Linked DNA regions of Vulpes vulpes: region 2 is linked to region 1. Evidence: chromatin contacts called from public Hi-C data. All regions are on one chromosome and are shown on one strand. Each heading gives the region's core, a stretch centred on a gene start, on an enhancer-like site or on the middle of the called end of the contact. The rest is flanking DNA. Distances are from core to core; before and after follow the strand shown. Region 1 holds the start of KPNA3 (karyopherin subunit alpha 3). Region 2 holds the start of RCBTB1 (RCC1 and BTB domain containing protein 1).

Region 1 (5,280 bases), core at 714-3,213:
TTGTTTTATTGGCTGTCTCCTCCGACAGACATGAAGCTGCGAGGAGGCAGGAACCAGGCTGTCTTGTTTACAAATAGATCCTAGTGCTAGTGCAATAACTGACGATGGTATGTGCTCACTAAATGGGTTTCAAACTCTGAAATGATGAAAGACTTATTACACATTTGATGACAGCAAGTAGGGTGAAGAGAAGCGATGGAAGGGAGTAGAGTAACCTTTAAAGAGAATGCCTTGCTAAATCATAATACAAACAGAGCAGCAGTCTGGCAGTTTCTCTCACAATCAGGGAAACTGCCAAACGCACACTTCTATTGCCTTAAGAACTAGAGTTGAAGTAATCTATTCATTCTAAATGTTAGGGGTTTGCTGTTGTTGTGGTTTCCCTTCAAATGAGTGGTTGGATTAGGATCAGATATCATAAAAAGTGAGGACCTGGAGTTATCAAGCAACCGATTCACTTAAGTGCATTTAAAAAAAATGCAAATTGACATTTAACAATGAAGAATAAAACACAGCTTTTTGGTTTTCCTTGAAAAATTTGGGGATCCCTTGGTGGCTCAGCGGTTTGGCGCCTGCCTTTGACCCAGGGCGTGGTCTTGGGGTCCCTGCATGGAGCCTGCTTCTCCCTCTGCCTGTGTCTCTGCCTCTCTTTCTCTCTCTCTCTCTCTCTGTGTCTCTCATGAATAAATAAAATCTTTAAAAAAAGAAAAAAAAATTGGACCTTTGGCAACAGTGGTCTGAAGCCTTTCCATGGGCCTGTGTTTATCAACAGGCCACATCCCACCACTCCCAAAGCAAATGCTACCGGCATTGTAAGGCCTCCGGAGTCATGACCCTTGCACTTGCAGGATCTTTAAGGCCCCTTGCTTGGGGGGAAGCTGTCTTCTTTGATCTCGGTAGGGTTCTATTTCTACCGACTTTTGAATGACCTCAGTATCGCTTGAACGGTCCTATGATATTGCATACCTGCTTATATCTGCCACAGACTCTGAAACTGGCTATTTCACACATAATCAGGGGACCCCCAACTGCTCCAGAAGGCTCCCTTCTGCTACTGTTATTGATCCACGTTTCCTCTGATCGGTCCTCCGATGACCCTAAGGGGCGATCCTGCTAGGACAGCTGGTCTGCAGGTGGGAATCTGAGTGCTGCCCTAAGGCCGAGAGCATCGTGTGCGGTGGTGGCACCAGAAGGGTCGGGGACGCGGAAACGCGGGGACTGCGGGGGTGAAGCTTGCAGGACCGGGCCTGGGAGGACGACCGAGACAGGACGCCGCAGGGCCCGCGTGCTCGCAACCCGCCCAGAACTGCGGTCGCCGGAGCCGAGCTCCAGGTGCGCTAAGCCAGGTAGCGCATCAATGAACACGTGCACCGCAAATCTCCATGTCAGATGGAAGTAACTGCTATTTATAAAACCCAAGCAGAGCCGGGGAACAGCGGGCGAGGGCGGCTGCTATTCCGGGAGACCCCAGAGCAGCAAGTCAGCCAAGCCCAAACCGTCCACCGGCTTCTAATCCTCCAGGCTCCCCGAGAGCGAGCCGCGCCTCCCGCGAAGCCCCGCCCCCCGGCCTCCCCATTGGGCGCCGAGGTAAGCCCCGCCCCCGCCCCGCCCACAGGCCGCCTTGGGGGCGGGGCTCCGCGCCGCGCTGAAAGCCGCGCGCGCAGACTTCCCGGCATTCTTCGCGTTCTGTCAAGCCGGGAGGCTCGGCCCCGCCTGTCCCCGCTTCCCCCTCTCCCGCTCCCTCCCGTCCCACCACCCCCTGCGGTGCGTGGCATGCTGGGAATTGTAGTTCCGCCGCCGGCTCTGCGTCTCGCGCGCCGCATAAAAGCGCCGGATCCGGTCGCGTCGGAGCACGCGGCCTGCCTCGTCGAGGGGGCGCGAGGGGGCGCGAGGGCGGGCGGCCCGCGGGGGTCCTCGCGAGAGCACGCGGGCGGCCGCCCCGGTCACGTGACCCCCGCTGGCCGGCGCCGCAGCGCCATTCCCGCCGCGCCCGGCAGCCGGCCTGCGCCTCCCCAGGCGCTGCTGCCACCTCGCGCTCGGAGGCGTCGCGGAGCGCGCTCCCCGGCGCCCTCCCCCTCCCCCTCCCGTCCCCTCCCGCCCTCCCCCGGCTCCCCCGCCCGAGCCTCGCCGCCGCCGCCGCCGCCGCAGCCGCAGGAGTAGCCGCCGCCGGAGCCGCGCGCAGCCATGGCCGAGAACCCGGGCTTGGAGAACCACCGCATCAAGAGCTTCAAGAACAAGGGCCGCGATGTGGAAGTGAGTGTGTGCGCGCCGCGGCGGCCTGGGCCCCCCGCCCCGCGGCGGGCGGCGGGCGGCGGGCGGCGGGCGGGCGGGGAGGGGCGGGGGCCGGCGGCGGGCGAGCCGGGCGGCGGGCGGCGGGCGGCGGGGGCCGCGGGGCGGGGGGCGGGGGCGGCCCCGTCGCGCGGGCGCGGCCTGCAGCGGGCGAGGAAGGGCTGCGCGGCCGAGGCGGGGTCGGCTCCCCGCGCGGGGCTCCGCGGGCCGGGCCCGGGCGGCCGGAGGGGGTGGGGACCAGCCGGGGGCCGGGCAACCGACCTGCCGGCGGGCGGCGGTGGGGGAGGGTAGGATGCGCCGGGACCGCCGCCTGCCGCGCGGCGCCGCCGGCCTTGGAGCGGGCCCTTGGACGTGCACAATGGTGCCGCCCATTGTGCGGAGGCCCCGGGGGCGCCGCGGGCCCCGGCTCCGCTCCCGGGACCTGTTCCCGGCGCCTGCCCGGGCTCCGGCTGGCGCGCGGGATGGCCGCGTCCTCGGCGCCTTCCACCGGCGCACACGGGATGCGCCGCCCCCGGGGCCTCGCGGGGCTCTGCCTCGCGTGGGGCCGCTGCTGGCACTTGCGGGCGGTTGCAAAACCGCGTACACAGCGCGGTCGCTCGGTCGGCCGCCACTCCGCGTGTTGCCATTGTCTCGCTAAGGTGACACCAGCAGGTACTGTTTGCAAACTCGGCTTAGGGAGGCAGCGCTAGAGGTCTCTCTGCAGCTACGGAAAGCAACATAGTATGCAGGGCACTAACTTCCCTGGGACTCTGACCTCTGGGCTCGACGGGGAGGACGTGCTTGTAGGTCCACAGCGTCCTTTTCCAAAGCGAGGTGACATGATTTGCAGTTTTGGGATTCTTGAGAAAGGGCCGGTGGGACTAAGAAGCGTGCATGCCCCCCCCCCCTTGTCTTAGTGGTGGGAAAGCGTTCAGCGTTCAGTTTTGTCCAGAAACACACACACACACAAAAAAACCTCAAGCGATTCTTTTTTTTTCCCCCCAGAGCTATAAAACCGAATGCTAATTGGAAACAAGAAAAAAAAAAAAAAGCTAAGGAAATACTGTGGAGTTCCCATTCGATTAACACAAGTGAAGGTCATCTGTCTCTCCGTCCTGGTCCTGGTTACATTTCTTTTTGTGAGAAATAATTCTAAGCAAAAGTGAAACTTTAGGAATAGCAGCAAGAAATTTGGGGACCGCCTCTCGTTACTGGTTCACTTGATGAGAGGAATTAACTGTGAGCTCTTTCCATCAGTAATTGTTTTTGAAGCTTTACCTCTGTTGTAGAGCAAAACTTATGTAGTTTGGGAAATGCCCATAATTGTGTAGAAGAACCAATAACGTGGTTTCCTCTGTCGGATGTTGATGCTGGGTTTTGTTTTATTATTTGGCCGTATTACTGTGTTCTGGGAGCTCAGTGCTACCCAGTCAGGACGCTTGGACGTGATGGGTATAGGATAAATGTTTGCTGGTGATCAGAATGTGATCAGTGACTTATAGGTGCCTGAAAAAGAGGATGGTTGCCAAGCCTTTTAGCCTGAAAATGTTGATCACATTACATTCCCCAGGATACATCGGGGTAACTAAGGCATGAAACAGCAGACACTACACTAAGAGCTTCATGAGATTTCATTTAATCCTTATAAGAACTTTATAAACTAGATATAGAATTATCCCTACTTTACAGGAGGAAAGTACTTTAGGCGAGGACACGTGAGCGTGCTTATGTAGCATATAGAAGGTCCCTAAGTGGCAGCGAGCATTCATTCACTAATTGTCACTTGGACGTCTCACAGTATTAGGTCTTGGGGATACAGAGGAGACTAAAATTCAGCCTGTACCTCAAGAAGTTTACGGTTCAGTGGGAGTCATAGAAAAGTAAACTGATAATTGCAACGCAATTCATTGATAAGTACATTCCGAGAATATTCTGACTTGAGGCCGAGCAGTCCAGGGAGATGTTCTGGTTGATTCCTAGTGGATGAATTGGAGTAAGCTGATCCTGAAAGGTGAAAGAAGGTTGGCCCGGTAAAATGCAGGAAAAGGGAGGGCGCAAGGAAGGGGCATTGCAGGCTTGGGGGAGGAGTAATTGGGCAGCCCTGAGAGAATGCGGTAGGACTGCTGCGAGAGAAGGGAGTGTGACTAAAGGGTGAACTGGGGTCAGATCTGATAAGGAGGTGCCTCTGCTGTGGATTTAGGTATAATCAAGACTAGACACTGTACATAATGTAGTTTTATCCATTAGAAACTGTGTTAGGTCAAGCTTCCACGACAAGTTAGACTTGTGACTAGTTGAGATTATTCGGTATTTAAAACAGTGAGATGCCCTTTGATGAGATAGGATTCCTATCTAAACCTTTTCATGTACAGGATCGAGGAAAGATGAAACATTACAAAGTATGCAAGCAGCTGATACACGAATAAGATGCTGGATGCAAATATAAAATACATATTTTCCGAAGAAAACTCACAGGAAATTGTGAATGGGAAGAACGTTGAGGAAGAGAGTAATTTCAAGAATGACTTCCTAGAAAAGATGTTGGTGAATTTTATAGGAAGTATGTGCTAAACCTGAGCAGAGCACAAAAGAAATTAGTGAATAAAGACCCAGGTGAGAAGAAACAATAGATTCGGGAGTGAAGAGATGAGACTTCCATATAGCGCATGGTGGCCTGAGAAATATGCCCGCAGCGCAGAGTTGCTTGGACACTTCTTGATAGGGAGATCTGAGGGAATTTATTCCGGAGTCACGTTAGAGGTACAGTGTGGGTAGAGTGGTGGAAAAGGCGTGACTGGCAGTAATATCTAGGATTAATTCTGGAGGAATGATGCCCTTATCCCATATGTAAGGAGGAATTTTCAAAAAACATTGAGATTGGGGATGGTCATAACACGGAATGAGAATTTGAACTTCCTCTACCGCCGCCTCTTCCTTTCTCTTCCTCTTCTTCATAAAACTCACAGTAGAGCAAGGGGATAAAAACTTATTCTGAGGTCTGTAGATACAGAT
Region 2 (5,280 bases), core at 1,698-4,197, 160 kb after region 1:
GTGGGGTGGAGGCACCCACTTACCAAGCAACAAATCTTAGCGCTTGGATTGAACTACCTTAAGCCACATATTTTAGGAAGTTAACTTAGAAAGGATGACGTTTGGGGCAGCCCGGGGGGGCTCAGCGGTTCAGCACCTGCCTTCTGCCCGGGGCGCGATCCTAGAGACCCAGGATAGAGCCCCACGTCGGGCTCCCTGCGTGGAGCCTGCTTCTCCCTCTGCCTGTGTCTCTGCCTCTGTGTGTCTCTCAGGAATAATAAATAAAATCTTTAAAAAAAAATTAGAAAGGATGACGGTTGTCAAGATCATATGTTTATATAAAAGTGTCTGCATTGGATGTGCCCGGGCAGCAATGATGGGACTTCAGTGCAGTAGGACACTCTCCCCCTCAGTCTCAGTCTCCATCTCGGTCTCTTTGCTACATTGACGGCTTTGGAGGACTTGGGGTTCTAAAACTGTCACACACACACACACCCCTTATAACTAAAAGAAAGCCAGGATATCTTCTTTAGGAGCAAGAATTTCAATGACATGGCCGTTCACTTGCTAAGGAATCCGGTTTTGAGTGTGATTTCTGCCACTTGTTGCCCGCGGGACATTAGATCAGCTACTTGGCCGACAGCAGTGTCAGCTTCTTCGTCACGGTGTCGCAGTGTCATAGTGTCACAGTGCCTCCCTCAGGGGGCCGTGGGGATGGAAGGGCACAGTGGGGCAGGGCCCGGCCCTCTGTTCACCGCCCCTCCTGTCCTCCTCCCAGGCAGCAGCCAAGCCCCATGTCCCCTCTTCCCGGGCACTTGGCGGTGGCCCCGGCTGAACTGGGGCGATGCCCGGCCCGGGAGAAGAGGGTGCAGGGCCCGGGGGAGGCTGGGTTCACGGGACCCCCCAGCGCGGCCCCCATCCTTGCCGCCGCCTGGGTTCTCGGGGAGGCCACTTGGTCAAGATGCTGGAACCACAGGCGGCAGGGGCTGCGGCCCCCACAGCGCTCCTCGGGGACACGCCGGCCTCGTGGGGGCCCTCCTCCTGGAAGATCCGTGAGCACGAGAGAAACTTGTGTTTTGTGAAGACACTGGGATCCCGGGGCTCGTCTATTAGGTCAGCTCAGCGTTTACTGAGATGCACGTGGAGCATCTAGGCCACCGGCCACCTCCTAAATGTTAGATGACATTAATGTCACGACTCTCGACATAAACCACCGGGCGCGTGGCTGGTTTGCAGGGTTGAGTGTCTGACTCTTGGCCTTGGCTCGGGTCGTGAGGAGCCCCGCGGAGTCTGCTTGTCCCTCTCCCCCTGCTCCTCTCTTTCTCTTAAATAATTAAATGAAATCTTTATAGAAATAAATAAGTATAAATCAGCTTAAAACTCTGAACTTCAAACACAGTAATAGTAGGGAGATTCCTTCTGCGGTCTATGAGATCTGGCTTTTTGTTCGTTTTGTTTTGTTTTGTTTTAAGCCAGAGAAAGTCTAGGAAATAAGTTGTGGGTGGAAGTGGTAAAAATCTGCGCTCTTCGTGTATGCCATTTGCAGCAAGTCATGATCAATATTTTTGTATTTATCTTTACTACTTTTTTGAAAAAATGAACAGAATATGAAAGAAAGAAAATCAAGTTGGTACCCATCTTTAAACTCATATTTAAAATTTTTCTTCCTTGTGATGACATTAGTGTCATCACTGAGATTCAGTGATTTCTCTCTGTTTCACACAATGCCTACCCTTTTTTCATAAAAACATTGTCTTTCTTGGCTCTGACACTTTTGGATGTTTAGTGTTTTTATTTTTAATTTATTTATTTTTAAGAGATTTTATTTATTTATTCATGAGAGACACAGAGAGAGGCAGAGACACAGGCAGAGGGAGAAGCAGGCTCCATGCAGGGAGCCTGATGCAGGACTTGATCCTGGGACCCCAGGATCATGCCTTGGGCTGAAGGCAGGTGCTAAACTGCTGAGCCACCCAGGGACCCCTATTTTTTTATTTTTTAGATTTTATTTTTAAGTCATCTCTATACCCAACATGGGCTTGAACTCTCAACCACAAGATCAAGAGTCTCAGGCTCCACCAACTGAGCCGTCAGGTGCCCCGTTGTTTTATTAATGCCTCTCCTCAGGTTTTTCTAATCAAATTCTACCTCATTTAAAGCCCAGATCAAAGTTCATGCATTCAGTCAAAGCCTTCTAGGACGTCCTGGTTGGAAGGGATCCCACATGTACTGAACTGTCAGATTTTTTAAAAAAAGATGTATTTATTTATTTATTTGAGAGAGAGAGAATGAGTGCAGGCACGGGGTGGGGGAGAGGCAGAGGGAGAGAGAGAATCTCAAGCAGATTCCCTGCTGAGCTAGGAGCCCAACGCTGGGGTCAATCTCACGACCCTGAGATCATGATTTGAGCCAAAATCAAGAGGCCATTCTTTAACCAACTGAGCCACCCAGGCACCCCTGAACTGTAACATTTACACAACCCAAGGCTCTTGCCGTTTGCTGTCTTCTGGGCTAGAGTTTGTTTTCGGGTCGGTGGGTTTATATAACTCGCTTCCCACTCATCAGATTGCAAACTATTTGATGGGTTGGACTGTGCATTTTTAAATTTTATGTTGCCCACAGAAAATAGAGCCTGTGCTGTTATTGATGACCGACTCATTGGTCTGAAAGCCCCAAGTTTATGAGATTTCCCACAACATTTTAATATCTATCTTTCATAGAGATTTATAAAAATAAAGAGCAATGGCTCTCATAAAGTTTTCTTCACAGATAAAAAATAATTTATAATTGGGGGACAAGAGTGGGAGAGGTAGTATTTTATGGTCAGTGGTTTGGGTTAGAGGAAATTTACAAAAGAATAAGTGAGTGCCTTGTTTTCCATATTGAAATAAGGGCAATTTTATATGTGTTACCAGTTAAACTTTTTTTTATTGTTCTTCATCCTGTTTTTTTTTTTTTTTTTTTTAAGTAGGCTCCATGCCCAGCATGGAGCCCAACATGGAACTTGAACTTATGACCCTGAGATCAAGACCTAAGCTGAGATCAAGAGCCAGATGTTTATCCAACTGAGCCACCCAGGTGACCCCCTATTTACTTTTTAAATTTCTGTTTTGCATATTTGCTTAAGATGTTTACCTTAAAAATATTAAAAGTTATAGCTGAAAATGTTTCGTGTTGTATATTCAACATCACAAGGACTGTAGAATGTTTGATCTCTGAATCTTGCCTTTCACCTTCAATTTGATGCTAATTTCTTTTTAAATTATTTATTTATTTATTTATGATAGTCACAGAGAGAGAGAGGCAGAGACACAGGCGGAGGGAGAAGCAGGCTCCATGCACCGGGAGCCCGATGTGGGATTCGATCCCGGGTCTCCAGGATCGCGCCCTGGGCCAAAGGCAGGCGCCAAACCGCTGCGCCACCCAGGGATCCCTGATGCTAATTTCATCCTGTGTTTATCCTTTAAAAATTGGTAATTTTCTATAATCAGAGTTTACTTAGTTTTGCCAATGTTCTATTAATTTCTTTGCTCATCGTTGATTCTTGCCTCCTGATCTGTTCTTCCAAGTTTATTTTTCTAACTTCTGGGTCTGTGAGTGGGAAATACTCTTAGTCTTGGTTTGAAAATGTCTTTGTTCTCGACTTTGAATGCTAGTTTCACTGGATAGAGAATTCTAGATTAACAGATATTTTCCCCTACCCTTTTGAAAATATTATCTTCCTGCATCTACTGCTTGTGACAAGAAGCCAGCTTTGTCCATATATCACTCTTTATAGGTAGTGTGACTTTCAGGCTCATCCTAAACATTCATAGAACCCAGGGCAAAATTACAAATGGAGGCCCACATACAATACATCTAAAAAAAATTTTAACTTTCAAAACAAGCTAACAACTTGTTAAGTAAAATATGTTCTATCCTCCTATCTTGAGAAATACAGCCTTTTAAGGGCTTGGATGATCAAGCCTTGAATTTAGGCCTCCTGGAATCCTTAGGGGATGGTAGAGAGAGATCACCACCCTGGCCCATGCCTCACAGCTCATCCTCCTTGTTTCCCAATCCTGGCTCCATCCCACACTGCAAGGGACTTCACACACAGGCTTGTGGACACTCCACTTCCAAGCTCTCCAAACAGCCTCTCCCTGGACACCCCATGGCCCTAAGGGTGTGCAGTTTGTTCTTGGGGGTTGGACATTGGGAAGAGGCCCACAAAGGTCCTGAAAGTGGGTTGGAGCTGTCTGGGCAGGGGATTCTAGGGTCTTGGGCACCTGGAGCATGATTGGATGGAAAGGGCAAACTTTGGGTCATGTTTCTTATAATAACCTTCTTAATGGTTTTCTCCCAAACCTGTTCTCTACACTGTATCAGAGAATTTTTTAAAAATGTAAATCACAGCCTTTTACCCTCTCCTAAAAAATCCTTTATTTTTTAAAAAAGATTTTATTTATTTAATTTGAGAGAAAGAGAGAGAACACAGAGGGAGAGGTCGATTCAGACTCCCCACTGAGCAGAAAGCCTGACGTGGGACTCGATCTCAAGACCCTGAGATCATGACCTGAGCCAACGGCAGGCGCTTAACTGACTGAGCCACCCTGGTGCCCCTAGAAAGTCTGTTAAGGGCCTCCTATTGCATTCGAAATAAAACCCTTTAAAGGCTGCAATGCTCTAAGTAATACTTTGACATGCCAAGCCTGTTAGGAAGAGCTTCCTTCCAAGAACCTTTCTTTTTGAAACATACTCTCCTACTTGCTCCTCGCATGGCTGACTGCAGTCCCTTGTGTAGTTTCTGGCTTCAAGGCCACCTGTTCTCCAAGCACAACTTCCCTGTTATTTGCTCTCATTGCATCATGTTTGTTTCCTTCAGAGTACAAATAACAAACGTATTCATTCCCCTATTTGTCTTCTCCTCCACACTGTCATCTACTCAAGATGAGCCTGTTGATTCTGGGATGGAGATTAGCACATAGGAAAGCTATCGGGGGATGCTCTAATCAACCCCTGTTGAACAAAAGAAAGCAGGATGGGGCATAAATCAGGGCGTGGACGCTGGGTGCCCTGAAAGGGGCCTGGCTTTGGGCGAAGCAATTCTCTTTAGCCGAAGCACTTCCTAAGAGGGCTGACCGCTCTGGTCTGGACAGGGCAGTAGGGCACCCAACCAGCCCGTGCCTTGTGTGGATGTGCTTTCCTCATGTAAGTTCTGGAAGCACCTTCTTGGAGAACTCTGGCGGGCCCGTTCCCTGGGCGAAACCTATAAAAGGAAAGTTAGTAAGGTGAGCTCCTGCTGTTGTAGCTGGCATTAGG

The links. Hi-C and Micro-C count contacts between places; a contact is called where the count stands out from the background.
Region 2: a Hi-C map of skeletal muscle shows a contact between it and region 1, with 2.7 times the contacts expected there. The contact joins the promoter of RCBTB1 here to the promoter of KPNA3 in region 1. A contact is called at or near these places in 2 of 3 Hi-C or Micro-C datasets (both in skeletal muscle).

What each region holds. Positions count from the first base shown.
Region 1 is chr6:2,137,328-2,142,607 of VulVul3, forward strand. KPNA3 (karyopherin subunit alpha 3) reads left to right here and starts at 1,964. Exons shown (of 17, transcript XM_072760527.1): 1 at 1,964-2,253. The coding sequence starts at 2,185.
Region 2 is chr6:2,293,752-2,299,031 of VulVul3, forward strand. It overlaps RCBTB1 (RCC1 and BTB domain containing protein 1), which reads left to right and starts at 2,948. Exons shown (of 13, transcript XM_072760545.1): 1 at 2,948-3,057.